Linked DNA regions of Mus musculus: all the other regions are linked to region 3. The links are chromatin contacts, called in public HiChIP or PLAC-seq and promoter capture Hi-C maps. All regions are on one chromosome and are shown on one strand. The core of a region is the stretch at or near the end of the contact, and the rest is flanking DNA. Distances in the headings are between cores, read along the strand shown. Region 1 holds the start of Spdya (speedy/RINGO cell cycle regulator family, member A). Region 2 holds the start of Trmt61b (tRNA methyltransferase 61B). Region 3 holds the start of Lpin2 (lipin 2). Region 4 overlaps Dlgap1 (DLG associated protein 1).

Region 1 (2,891 bases), core at 340-2,839, 370 kb before region 3:
TTTACTCAATGGTAAGTGACTTTTAAACAATGTTTTTATATTGAAACAAAATAAGAAAATGCAAACTTCATGTATCAGATTATTTCATCTAAGACTTGAGAAAACAGGGAAAGGAAATGGCTGAAATTCCCAAATAGAGATTCACTAAAGTTCATAAAGACTGAATCAAAGTTTGTGCAGTTAAGAGCTTACGAAGAAAAACTGCAGCCTGTGTCAAATTCTACTTTGCTGTATTTTTTTTAAATTTAGCTCTTTGTTTAGATGCATCAATGAGTAAGAGTTCTAATGCAAGAGGGAAGAAATAAAGAACAAGTGAAAAAACGATGAGGCATTTCTCAAGAGAAAGAGTGAACGGGGAAATAAGAGAAGCTCGCTGATTGTCTCCAAACAAGACACATTCTGTCCTAAAGGGAAGCTGCTTAAGACGAAGTAACGAAACAAGACTCAGAAAAATAAACAACTCCCAAGAGTCGACAGGCCCCTGTCCAAGGTTCTAAAGCAGTAAGGACGGCAGCTTTCCCAGGGCTTCCCCTGAGCTGGGTGGACTTTTCAGGGACGCAGCTTGAGCCACACAGGCTCTATCTGTCAGTAAGCCCTCTCCCACAGATACCCTTGTAAACCCGGGCTTCACCAAAGCGGACTTGGGTGGAATCCCTACTTTGCTCTGTCACGAATGCCCTGTCTAGGGTGAGCAGATATTGATCGATTTGGACCTCTGAAGGAAAAGTCTCACAACATAAAAGTTAAAGATCCTTCAACTCAGTGGCATGCATTCGACCCAACATTGGGAAAAAAAAAATCACAGCAAAATTCATAAAGACGATGTCCGGGTGTGTGAGGTCTGGGGTTCTGTTTGTCTGGTACATACAGCTGAATTCTGTAAGCATCTGAAGAAACTCTGGCGACAGGATCATATGTATGTGTATGGCTAGTGGTTACTATATATATTACATATGTGTGTGTGTGTATACACACGTATACATACACACACACACACACACACACACACACACATATATATATATTAGAAATAGTTTCTCCGTGTGAGCATCTGACAGTCAATCGCTGACGACAGGGGGCAGGTAGGCAGGAAAACTTTCGTACTTTTGGAGAAAGTGGCTAAAGGTGTCGCGATGAGACGCGACAGCTCAGAACTCCAGCCCGGGAGGACTCGGGCCGGGGGCGTGGGACACGGGACACAGCGGCAGGACTCATCCCTCAGCCCCGTGAAGAGGCCGAGCCTCGCTCCCCACCGCGCACCAACCCCGCGCCACCCGCCGGAGCCGCACTGCCCGGTCTCCCTCCTCTCGCCCCGCACCGCCAGTTCCCGTCCCCGCCTCCGGGATGCCCGGCCCTTGGGGCCGGCGGGGCTGCTCGAGGCCGCGGGGATGTGGGGCTGAGGCGTCCCCGCCTCCTCACGCAGGACTGTGGGAGCGAGAGGGAGGGCACAGGCGACACCCAGAACCCCGCCATCAGGCCCCGGCGGGCGGGCGGGCAGGTGAAGGTACCTGCGCAGGCCGGCGAAGAGCGAGCGGCCCCACAGCCTCCGCCTCAGCGATCTACCTCAGGCGGTTGCGTGCTGGGTCGCTAGCCGCAGGCCGCAAAACCCGCCTAAGAACCTCAAGCGGAGGGCCGGGAGCGCGCGGCCGCGGGAGCCAATCAGAGCACGGGAACCGCCGAGGGCGGGGCCTGCGCTATCGCCCCGCCCCGCCCCTCGCTGACCGGGTCGCCTCCGCCTTCTGCCGTTATTCCGCTCCAGCTCTCTGTATCTTGATGCGGTCGCGCTTTCCCTCGAACGCTGGCTGTGCGGAGCGGTTGAGGAGCCCCGGACAGGACGAGGGGACTGGGCTGCCCTGAAGGACCAGGGCTGCTTGCCGTTCCCCCTCCCTGCCTCTCTGCTCGCGCCTTGGACCTGGGTGCTTCTTCCCTTGTGCACAAGTGTGTAAGAGGAGAAAGAGCCCACGCATGCTAGCTCAAAAGGTGTGAAATAAAGTGGCCTTTAGTGAGCAAAGGGCAACGTTCTTCCATTCACAGCCCTAAATGCTCCTTTTGTCATGCCCGTGCCTTCCTGAGACTCCTGGGATATAGCTGGTGCATAATCAACGCTTGCCAGTCCCACCCCTCCAATTCAGAATCTGCTTTATATATATAGTATGAGAGCACCATACAGTTCTGACTTGTTATCAAACTCAAGTAGACTAGTAACTGAACTGGTAATTAAGACTCTCTGTGGAATTTTGGGTTGGTCCATACATCCAGAGATTAACAGACAACATGAGTTGGGTTGTGGAATCTTCCCCCTTTTAGCTACCTGTACTCAGTGTTTTGTAGAACTTCCTTAAAATGTGACTGAGTAGATAAAACCAAGGTCATGGTAATGTTAATGGCTTAGACAAAAGTGTTACCAGCCCATTAGATCTTCAACCTCTCTCAGGCTATCAATTCACCTATAAAATCTCTAACAAGAAACACTGAGTCAGGAACTTAAGGAAACTGATGCTACGTGATGCTGAAGTACACTGAAAAGGTATGTTTCCATAATAATGTAAAAAATATTCTAAACATACATACAATGAGCCCTTTGAGTAGGAGCTAATTCGACTGTTGTTAAGATCTCAGGTTCAGGGATAGAGAGACAGCTCTATGGTTAAAAGTACTTGCTGCTCAAATTCCTAGCACACATGTGGCAGCTCACAACCACCTGTAACTACAGTTCTAGGGTATCCAACATCATCTTCTGGCCTTTGCTGACATAAGGCACACATGTAGCACACATGCATACATGCAAACAAGACACTCATAAGCATTCAATTTTTAAAAATGAAAATGAGTAAACATCTCAGGTCCATTAGCAAATGGCACAACAGAAAGTACCTTAAGTAAGGAACCCA
Region 2 (3,123 bases), core at 619-3,118, 420 kb before region 3:
CATTGATCTGTTTTCATATTTTAAGCGGCATCACAAGCAAATGTACTTTGCCAGCAAGGGAAAAAGTACTATGGCTTTGTTTTGCGTCTTTCCTTTATCCGTTCCTTCAGGGCTCATGCTAGGATTTCAGGGATACAATCTGGGATAAGAGAGATCTATTCTCCGAACCCCAAAGCATAATGAAGCCTAGGAGACAGACACTGTGGCCAAACAATCCCGCCACAGTGTTAGTAATGGAAAATAGAAAGTCTCCTGAAATGGAGGCTGTGCTGGGAGATCTGCCTGTTTCTGCTTCCCTGGGATCAGAGTTGTGTATGTAAATATGCGCCATCATGCCCTGACTTAAAAGAAATAGTGGAGGGAGGGAAATGAATGCAACAAAATATGTGTGGGTATCAGAGGAAAGTCTGCTTTTCCACTGGAATCCTACCATAGATATCTAGTCATCAATCTCTTTGGCACGTACCTTTATCTGCTGAGCCATCTTGCTGTCCCCCTTTTAAACATGAGTTCTGGAAATCAAACTCAGATCCCAGTTCTTGCAAAGCAAGCACTTTTTACACACCCAGCTATCACCCCACCATTCCTTAGTCTTTAGAAAGGTGTATGGTACCATCAACAAGAGCTGCTGAACGTGGTCAACCTAGTTAGAAATCCCACCATCCCATTTCTCAGCTACCTTGTCAGGGGACTTGCTGACGTCGTTTAATCTTCTTTGTATAGTAGGTCATAAATACTGATTTCTAACTGAATTGCAAATTTTCAATATATGTGCATGGTACTGTCTGATTCTCAATAAACTTATAGGCAGGCTAATGATATTTAACTTTGAGTGCAAAAGGTAACTTCAGTTTTTTTGTTTGTTTGTTTTTGGTTTTTTGAGACAGATGTGCTGTTGTACAAATTTTATTTGTTTTTTGAGACAGGGTTTCTCTGTGTAGCCCTGGCTACCTGAAGCTCACTCTGTAGACCAGGCTGGCTTCGAATTCAGAAATTCGCCTGCCTCTGCCTCCCGAGTGCTGGGATTAAAGGCATGCGCCACCACACCCGGCTAACTTCAATTTTAGGAAGTGTTTATTGCTGGGCAGTGGTGGCGCACAGGAAAAGAAGTGTTTATTTGGGTAGGCGGGGTGGTTAAAACAGTTGTGTTGATTTTTTTTTTTTTTTTTTTCCTGTTTATTTTGTAGCTTAGCCATCGGATAGTCTCTGGCTATCCTGTAACCCACTATGTAAATTAGGTTGGTTCTGCCTCCCAAGTGCTGGAATGTGCCACCAAAATTATAGGAAGGGGGCACCTGGATTTGAACCAGGGACCTCTTGATCTGCAGTCAAATGCTCTACCACTGAGCTATACCCCCGGTGGCTACTGCCACCTTACTCTACCTTTGTGAACACTCTAGACCTCGGGCTGAGGCTGACCAGAGAGTCCCTAGCCATTCGAAATAGACCTCCCAGTTATGAGCAAGGTGTGCGGGTCAGCAAGCAGTGCGTCCTATGACGCCTGACCAACGATTTTTCTGGGCTAGATGACTTTGGACTCTTGGGGATGATGGGTGACGGTCCTGTCCACCACCACTAGTGACTTAAACCTGGTTAAGACTGTCCAGGTTCCACGTCTAGTCTTCCCGGGTCTTCCTGTCCCTGGGCGGCTAGCGGAGATTGGTGAGCAGTAAGTAAACTCTGTGCTTTTGCCACTCGCGGAAAGCCAGGATTTTAGCCCGGAGGCCAACGAGCCCTAAGCTCGGGCCACCGCATGTGCTGGACGCCAAGGCGGTGACGCACTCTGTCGGCGACGCGGGGGAGCCCACAGCCTGCACTACCCCAAAACCGGGCAAAGGGCACGGCGGTGGCTACGTCACACGTGTGCGACAGCACCTGCTCCGGACGTCAGGCTCTCTAAGGACGACGTGGTTCTTCCTTGTGAGGTTGAGGCGCCCGAGAGGCGATCAGAGCTCAGAGCCGATTCATTCCTGCTTGACTTTGGGTCGGTGCCTCGTGAGCGAGCTCATTTCCCGGGGTTGCGGGTCCTTGCCTGGGGACACGCGAGTTGGAGAGCGCGTGCACCGGTCGTTCCCTTCCCGTGCTGCCCGCGTCCGGATCGTCGGGACCCGGTTGTCTCTAGTATGTGGAAAGGCTCGGGCTGGGAACTTCGAGGGAGGAGTTACCCCCTCGAGATCCGGAGGACCAGAGCGGAGAGCAGGGCCACTGAGACCCTACAGGATATGACTCCGAGGATCGCGTGCTGGACACGAGTGGCTACCGAGCCCGGAGAGCTTCGCGCTGCCTCCTCCTGGTCCCTTTCCAGAGGACTCTTTTCAGTCGGGGATGCTTATTAAAGCTCTGGCGGGAAAGAGAGAATCACAATTAAAGAAATTAGTCCTACTCTGCAACGTCGGACACTTTAATAGTAACTGGGGAGCGATTGCGTTCAGGGAGATCGAGGACAAGTATCCTGGCCAGATCCTGACATGTTTTCCCGGTAAGAGTTCTCTGCGGAGGCCACCTTTGGAGGACTCTGTATATTGATGGAAGAGGGAACGCCGGAACCTATCCCAAAAGTATTGTCATGGGAATTAGGTGTGTGTGGGTTCCAGGAAGGGCGAGGACGGACGGCGCACTACCACAGTCCGATGAATGTTCTCATCACCGACCTTTGGAGTTTTTCAGCATGTTGGATTTTTAAACATGTTCAGGTACTGATAATTTTAGAAGGAAACAGAATTTACATTTGATATTTGCCACTCCCTTATCTAAAATGAAGATTATGCCAGTTTACTAGCAGAATGGTATGGACTCGCTAAACAGAGACGTACCTGTTTGTTCCCCACAGCTCTGAAGCGTATGGGTATTGATCTTAGGATGTTGAACTGTTTGGGGGTACATTTTGTAGTACCATTGTAATAATACCATATTTTTTTGTTTTTAATATTTGGGGAGTGGGCCCTGAATGAGAACTTGCAAACAGTGTGGAGGTCAGAGGGTAACTCTCCCAGAGTCTCTTCTGCCACCTGGGATCCTGGAATAAATTCGGGTTACCAGGCTTGCCTTCGTGTCTACTGGCTGAGCCATCTCGCAGGCCCTGTGGCAGTATTTTAATAATGATACTTAATAAGGAATGTTACT
Region 3 (2,995 bases), core at 72-2,571:
TTTTGCCACAAACGCGAAAGTAGACCCAGCCATTTCATTTCTAGCATGCTACAGCTATTCTGCTACTACCTCGAACTTGAAGATCGCTGGGGCCGATAAACCACAATCAAGAACACATTTAACTAGGAGGAAGCCCGTAGGAGGCTACCCACGGGCAATGTGAGAGGGCACACCGGGCAGGGCAGCCCAACGAGGGCTAAAACACCTGTTTCCTCCCACACTTGGTGGCTGGCTGGGTTGCTAACCCAGTCTAGCAATACCTGCCACGATTCGTAGTTTTAAGCCAGTGAAAGCAATCAATGTCGGATCAACACAGACACTAACCGGCAAATGATCCCAAAATAGATTTCAAAATTCAACTTGTGTTATCATAACGTTTTAAATTAGTGAGGCGAGGTTCGGTACCAACTTAACCAGCATCCCTACTGCTGGGCAAATGAGCTTCAGCGCCATGCAAGAGCCTCAGTTTCCATTTTTAATTTTTTTTTAAGTCTCAAAGATGCATTAAAATAAGTGTGTGGCCGCTTGTTCAGTAATCCCTCAGTGCCTCTCCAAGTATCCTGCGTTCCAGTACTTTCTGAAAGCGAGGGCGATCTTCCTAGTCTTGTTCTGCATAATTATGGCTCCGAAACGCCATCCTAAATTTGAATGAAAATAATTTTCTTAGGCTGGGGTGGATCCGCGGCGCTCAAAACTGGGCCTCAGAGCTCCGGTTCCCACAGCCGACAGAACCTTCCAGGGCCCCGGGGGTCGCCGGCAACAGGCTACTCACATCTAAACCAGGTCCGCGGCCTGCAGGAGGCGGCGGCGACGGCGACGGCGGCGGCGGGCAAGCCAACGGCCTGAGGGAATAACTGCACCTCGCCAGTCCCGGCCGGGGGATGACCGCGACCGCGCGCCGGCGTCCGCTCCCCTCCCCCAGGCCCGGGGCTGCGGTCCCCGGGCGCGCCGCCCGCGGCTCGGAGGACCGCTGCCGACGTGAGGGTCTCCGCAGACGCCCGCGCGTCCTCAGGCGGCGCGGCCGCGGCTACGTGGCCCACGCGAGGCGAGGCCGCGAGCGGGGACGCGGCCCCCCGGGAAGCCCCGGCGCTGTCTCCGGCCCGCTTACCTGCGGCACCGCGCGCGGCTCTCACTCGGCGGACTGTTGTGCAGCCCCGCAGGGATGCCCCAAGAAGCGGGGGAGCAGGGGGCGGGGCCGCCGCCTCCGAAGCCGCGGGCTACAGCGGAGCCCGCCGGGCCTCATGAATGGGACGCGGCGGCGGCAGCAGCGGCGGCGGCGGCCGAGCTGGCGGTAGACTGCGCGCACGCCCCGCCCCGGCCCGGCCACGTGACGCGAGCTCCGCCCCCGCCGGCCGCGCGCCTGGAGCCCTGGGCCCCTCCGGGGAGAGAGCAGCTCGACGCCGGCGCCGGCCTCAGAAGGGCGCTTTAAAAAAAAGTTTCCTCCGGTCCCCATGGCAACCTTGCGGCGCTGCGTCGGGCTTCAGAGTCCAGCTACCAAAAAAGAGTGCAAACGGTCTGCTGCATAATGGTGTCCCCGCGTAACGCGAGTGCACCATCATGGGATCACTGCAGAACCCGTATCTTTCCTTATTTACCCTTGGAGCTCGGTGATAACACCGCCTACTTAAAAAGTGCACTTTAACGGCTGCAGCTGCGAGTGTTAGTGACGGCGGCTGTTTTTCGTCTTGTATATCTGCAGCTGGTTCTTTCGATGGAAGGCCATGGCATCACTTCTAAATGCTTGTTAATTTCTTCGTGCTCACCGCGAGCATGAACAGTGTGACACAGTCTTCCGGCCGCTGAGCCATGCATTTATACAAACTCTCTCCGGTATGGGCCTGGGCACAGCAGTTTCTTTGCAACAATGAAGCGCGGTGAGCATAGTCTGTGCTGGGACCCGGGAAACCTTTCGTTTCCCTGCCTAAGTACCGCCGTGTGGAATTCAACCAGATTGCCTCAGTAGTTACCAAGGTCCACAGAGACACCCAAACCTACTGGGATTTTTCACTTCAGCGTGGCTCTTCATCTGATCTACCAGTGAAAGAAATGTTTTCAAGGTTGAAAGTTTCCCGTAAATGCTCGAGAAATACTACTCCTCCGCTGTGGGGAAGTGCAATTAAACCCAGAGAACCCAGTCCTCAATCCCCAAGTCAATGCACTGGGAACAGCTACACCTTCATTCCCATTGGGAGCCCAATGTAGCTTGCAGCCCAGACTGTAGAACACGCTGTTACTGTTTGTTCTCTAGCTTCTCATTCTTGACTTTTCCTGTTTCTCTCGGGATAGTTTCATTACCTCCTACCTTGGGAGGGAAATATTCTCACGCTTCCTTCCTCTCATCATGCAGAAAGCAGCAGACAACCCGCCCTTCCTCTGTCACCGCCCCCTCTGGGCTTTGACACCTTACTCAGAAGGATTGGTTCATGTTTATAGTATTTTCCTCATTCTCTAGTGGCTGCCTGCTTCATGCTACTACTGAGGCAGAAGAGGAACTAATTAAATATTTGTTGACTGTTCCTCGACTTCCCCCAGCTGATACCTGTAAAGTTGGGGCACACCCAACTCCCATCTGCTTCACTGCCCAGAGTCTTTCCTCACCTTCTGACCCTACCACCTTCCAGTTTCATGGCCAAGAACCTTCCCCCACCAATCATCGGTCTGCTAGTCTAGATGTATCTTTCATTTCAAAGAGAGAAGACCTTGTTGCCCCTAATGTAGTTTGGCCCGAGATGTTTTGACTCTAGAGTTGCAAGCTGTCTTGATGTTTTGTTTAAGAATATCTTTCTGTGTCCTTTCGGGGTTTCCCCACCGTGCACTGCAGCCTCTCCTTACAAGCCATGGAACGGCATATTCTTTTGTTTGTTTGTTTGTTTTTGTTTTTATTTTTAATAATTCTTATTTTTGAAATTAGGATATAATTACAGCATTTCACCTTCCTTTTCCTTCCTCCAACCCATCTCATGCATTCCTTGCTCTCGCTCATATTCATGGCCTC
Region 4 (3,132 bases), core at 115-2,614, 390 kb after region 3:
ATAGACTTTTGGGGTGAAGAAGGAGAGAAGCTGGGAGGAGTAGGGGGGTCCATCTTCCTACTTTAAAGCCATGTGGGTTTATCACCAGTACAGCTCTGTATAATTTCAAGTTGAGATTATCTGTGCATTGAAGAATGCATTTTTGTGGCTGTTTCTCCAATCTGTGGTGCAGAGGCCACGTCTCATATACACATAGACGTGCCATCAATGGCATGTCTCTGTCATACTGTCGAGTCTGTTCTCTTACTGGCTGGAGCTGTAGTAAAAGAAGTATGTCTCTCTTGTTTATTTACTGTTATTGGTATTTGTGGTGGTGCTGGGGATTGAAGCCACAGCCTTGAATATGCCAGGCAAGAGGCATATTCTTGCATTTGTGCCTGCCATTTTTTTAAAAGTTATCTTATTTTGATGTATATGGATGTTGGCCGACGAGTATGTCTGTATACCATGTGCATGCCCATTGCCTACAGAGGGGAGGAAAGAGTGCTGACCTGGAGTTATGGATGGCTGTCAGTTAATGTGGGTGTGGGGAAACAAAATTGTCTCCTTTGGAAGAGCAGCCAGTGCTCAGCAGCTGAGCCATCTCTCCAGCCCCTGCTTTCCTTTTTAAGAAGTCAAAACTTTGTGGCTTCTAATGCATGAAGGCTAGTGGCACCGAGCCTGATATATTTGGTGCTGGAGCACTAGCTCAGTCCTGAATGCTTGCTAGGGAAGCACCCACCAGCTGAGCGACAGCCCCAGCCCAGTTTATTTTTTTTTTTAAAGTGAGTTTAGGATGCATGTGGTGTGCATGCATATGATCCCAGTCACTCTGGACTGAGTCAGGCAGGTCCCTGGAGTCCAAGAATCAGAGAGCAGCCTGGCAAACATAGTCTCTGAAGGGCTGTAAAAGTTTGTTTAGCTTTCATCATTTCCCCGCCTGGGTTTTATTTTTAAATGTGGTTTGACTTCCGATCAGCAGATATCAGTCACCACACTGTTTACATCATGTGTCACCTACACAAATAAAGCTGCTGTCTTTGAAAGCAGAATGAGGGCTGGAGAGATGGCTCAGCGGGTAAGAGCATTGACTGCTCTTCCAAAGGTCCTGAGTTCAATTCCCAGCAACCACATGGTGGCTCACGACCATCCATAACAAGATCTGACTCCCTCTTCTGGAGTGTCTGAAGACAGCTACAGTGTACTTACTTACATATAATAAATAAATCTTTAAAAAAAAAAAAAAGGAGAGAAAGCAGAATGAAGCTAGCTAGGAATGGCGGCTCACCTTGAAATTGGTAATTCTAGCACAGGGAAGGAAGTAGGGGAAAGGATTGCCCTGGGTCCCAAGCCAGTTTGGCCTACAGAGCGAGACCTTGTCTAAGCAATACAGGCAACCAGGGCTGGTGTGATGGATGGCTCGGGTGGTTAGCTGCTTACCACCCAGCCTGACCACCTGAAGCTGATCCCCAGAACTGACATGGTGGATGGAGAGACTCAACTCAAGACAGTTCTCCTCTGACAACTACCCATGCTGGGGCACATGATCTCCCCCACCTCACTAAGTAAGTGTAAAATTGAAAACAAAAACCCCCAAAGAGGAAAAGAACTGGACTAAACTGTGATTTTTGTGACATATATGTGTGTATATGTATTGTATGTATGTATATGTGCCTATAGATGTTGGGTATGTTGATATGTATGCATATATACAAAATTATGACTTAGAGCTAATAACTCCTCTTCGTAAGGCAGTCTGCAGAAACTGACTTTTTCTTCCCCAAGAAAAGTCCTAGAAACTCAAATTTTCTTCCTTCTCAAGAGTTGTCCATAAAGAAATTCTCTGTCCAAGGGGTGGTAGTGGCCCAGGCTTTTAACCCTAGAACTTAGGAGGCAGAGGCAGGCAGAGTGAGTTTGAGGCTAGCCTGGTCTACAGAGCAAGTTCCAGGATGGCCAAGGCTATACAGAAAAACCTCGTGTTGAAAAAACCAAAAAAACACCAAAAACAAAAGATGTGTATGTGTGTGTGCCTGTGTGTGGAGTCCAGAGGTCACCCCCGTGTGTGTGGGGTCATCTTAGAAGAGCTATCCATCTTGTTTTCTGACTCAGGGTCTTCGTTGGTCAGAGCTGAGCCATTTAAGGCTAGATGGCTAGCCAGCAAGCTCGGCATTTCCACCCTACTAGCCCAAGGACTACAACGCACCATAATGCCTGACATTTTCCATGAGTTCTCAACTTTGAACTCTGGTTATTTTGCATGAGAGGCGAGAACTGGCTGACAGCCTCCTCCACAGGTTTTACTGGGCCGTCTCTAGTGCCCTTCGTATAATGAATTAGTAACTGTATCTCCCTGAGTCCTGTGAGTCCTTAAAGCACGTTAATTGAACCCGAAGAAGGGGTACAGGGGCTGTATGCTATATCTCTTTCCTTATAGTGTGCACTTATGTGTATGTATTTGTGTTTGTGCAGAGGTCTGTGTATACCTATGCAGGTCCCCTCAGAGGTCAGAGGTGTTTGATCCTGGGCGGAGAAGGTTGTGAGCTGTTTAAAATGGATGTTAGGAATTAAATTTTGGGTATGGTACAAGAGAGGTACTTATCTGCTGAGTCATCTCTCCAGACCCAGCCTAACTATTTTAAAAAATAATTAGGGTTATGAGATTGTCATCTATAGTGTGTATGCGTGTGTGTGTGTGTGTGTGTGTGTGTGTGTGTGTGCATTTGTGTGTGTGTGTTGGGGGGCAAAGAAGAGTGTTTGGGGGCAAAGATCTTGTGAACTGACCTTCATCCTAGAGAATTTGATGCTACCTCCAGATACTGTCAAAATTGAACTGAGTTAGAAGATGCTCAGCTAGCCAGGTATGGTGGCTAGTACCTTTAATCTCAGCACATGGCAGGCAGAAGCAGGTGGATCTCTGTGAGACAAGTCAGCCTTGTCTACAGAGGAGTTCCAGCTAGGGCTACATAGAGGATTTTTTGTTTCTTAGAATAGCTACATGATTTCCCTGGTATCATTGCACTTCTTTCTAATCAAAGTTCTTGTTTGAGAAAGTGGTAAGAGACCTTACTCTCTGAGCCTGTGTAGTGCGACTCCCTGTGACCCCTGGAACACTGCAGGCTCCCACTGGCTACTCGAGGATCTGTTTTCAGTCTG

The links. Promoter capture Hi-C pulls out the DNA fragments that hold promoters and counts their contacts. HiChIP or PLAC-seq counts read pairs in DNA pulled down with a chosen protein or histone mark.
Region 1: a contact with region 3 is called in a promoter capture Hi-C map of the HPC-7 cell line. The contact joins the promoter of Spdya here to the promoter of Lpin2 in region 3. A contact is called at or near these places in 10 of 39 promoter capture datasets (the HPC-7 cell line, cranial neural crest, embryonic stem cells and 7 more) and 1 of 115 datasets of contacts at active chromatin or transcription factors (memory CD8 T cells).
Region 2: a BATF HiChIP or PLAC-seq map of CD8 T cells shows a contact between it and region 3, with 5 read pairs. The contact joins the promoter of Trmt61b here to the promoter of Lpin2 in region 3. A contact is called at or near these places in 2 of 39 promoter capture datasets (hematopoietic stem and progenitor cells and pre-B cells) and 2 of 115 datasets of contacts at active chromatin or transcription factors (CD8 T cells and effector CD8 T cells).
Region 4: an HNF4G HiChIP or PLAC-seq map of pancreatic cancer cells shows a contact between it and region 3. The contact joins the enhancer-like site here to the promoter of Lpin2 in region 3. A contact is called at or near these places in 2 of 39 promoter capture datasets (the 3T3-L1 cell line and pre-B cells) and 4 of 115 datasets of contacts at active chromatin or transcription factors (the SCID.adh cell line, bone marrow-derived macrophages, neural tube and 1 more).

What each region holds. Positions count from the first base shown.
Region 1 is chr17:71,550,759-71,553,649 of GRCm38.p6, reverse strand. Spdya (speedy/RINGO cell cycle regulator family, member A) reads right to left here and starts at 1,589. Exons shown (of 7, transcript NM_029254.1): 1 at 1,509-1,589.
Region 2 is chr17:71,597,506-71,600,628 of GRCm38.p6, reverse strand. It overlaps Trmt61b (tRNA methyltransferase 61B), which reads left to right and starts at 1,868. Exons shown (of 6, transcript NR_027952.1): 1 at 1,868-2,693. n-TCgca52 (a tRNA gene) reads right to left here and starts at 1,358; the gene lies at 1,287-1,358.
Region 3 is chr17:71,181,858-71,184,852 of GRCm38.p6, reverse strand. It overlaps Lpin2 (lipin 2), which reads right to left and starts at 1,321. Exons shown (of 20, transcript NM_001357791.1): 1 at 1,109-1,321.
Region 4 is chr17:70,795,358-70,798,489 of GRCm38.p6, reverse strand. All of the region lies in intron 9 of Dlgap1 (DLG associated protein 1), which reads right to left. The region is part of intron 3 of Gm41609 (predicted gene, 41609); the gene reads left to right. Among named protein-coding and RNA genes, the nearest start is that of Gm41609, 9.1 kb to the left of the region's middle. Within about 2 kb of position 1,364, at least 42 of the 459 cell types and tissues checked have an H3K27ac peak or open chromatin away from gene starts, as enhancers often do. A contact at or near this core is called in bone marrow-derived macrophages, pancreatic cancer cells and pre-B cells, where this site is marked.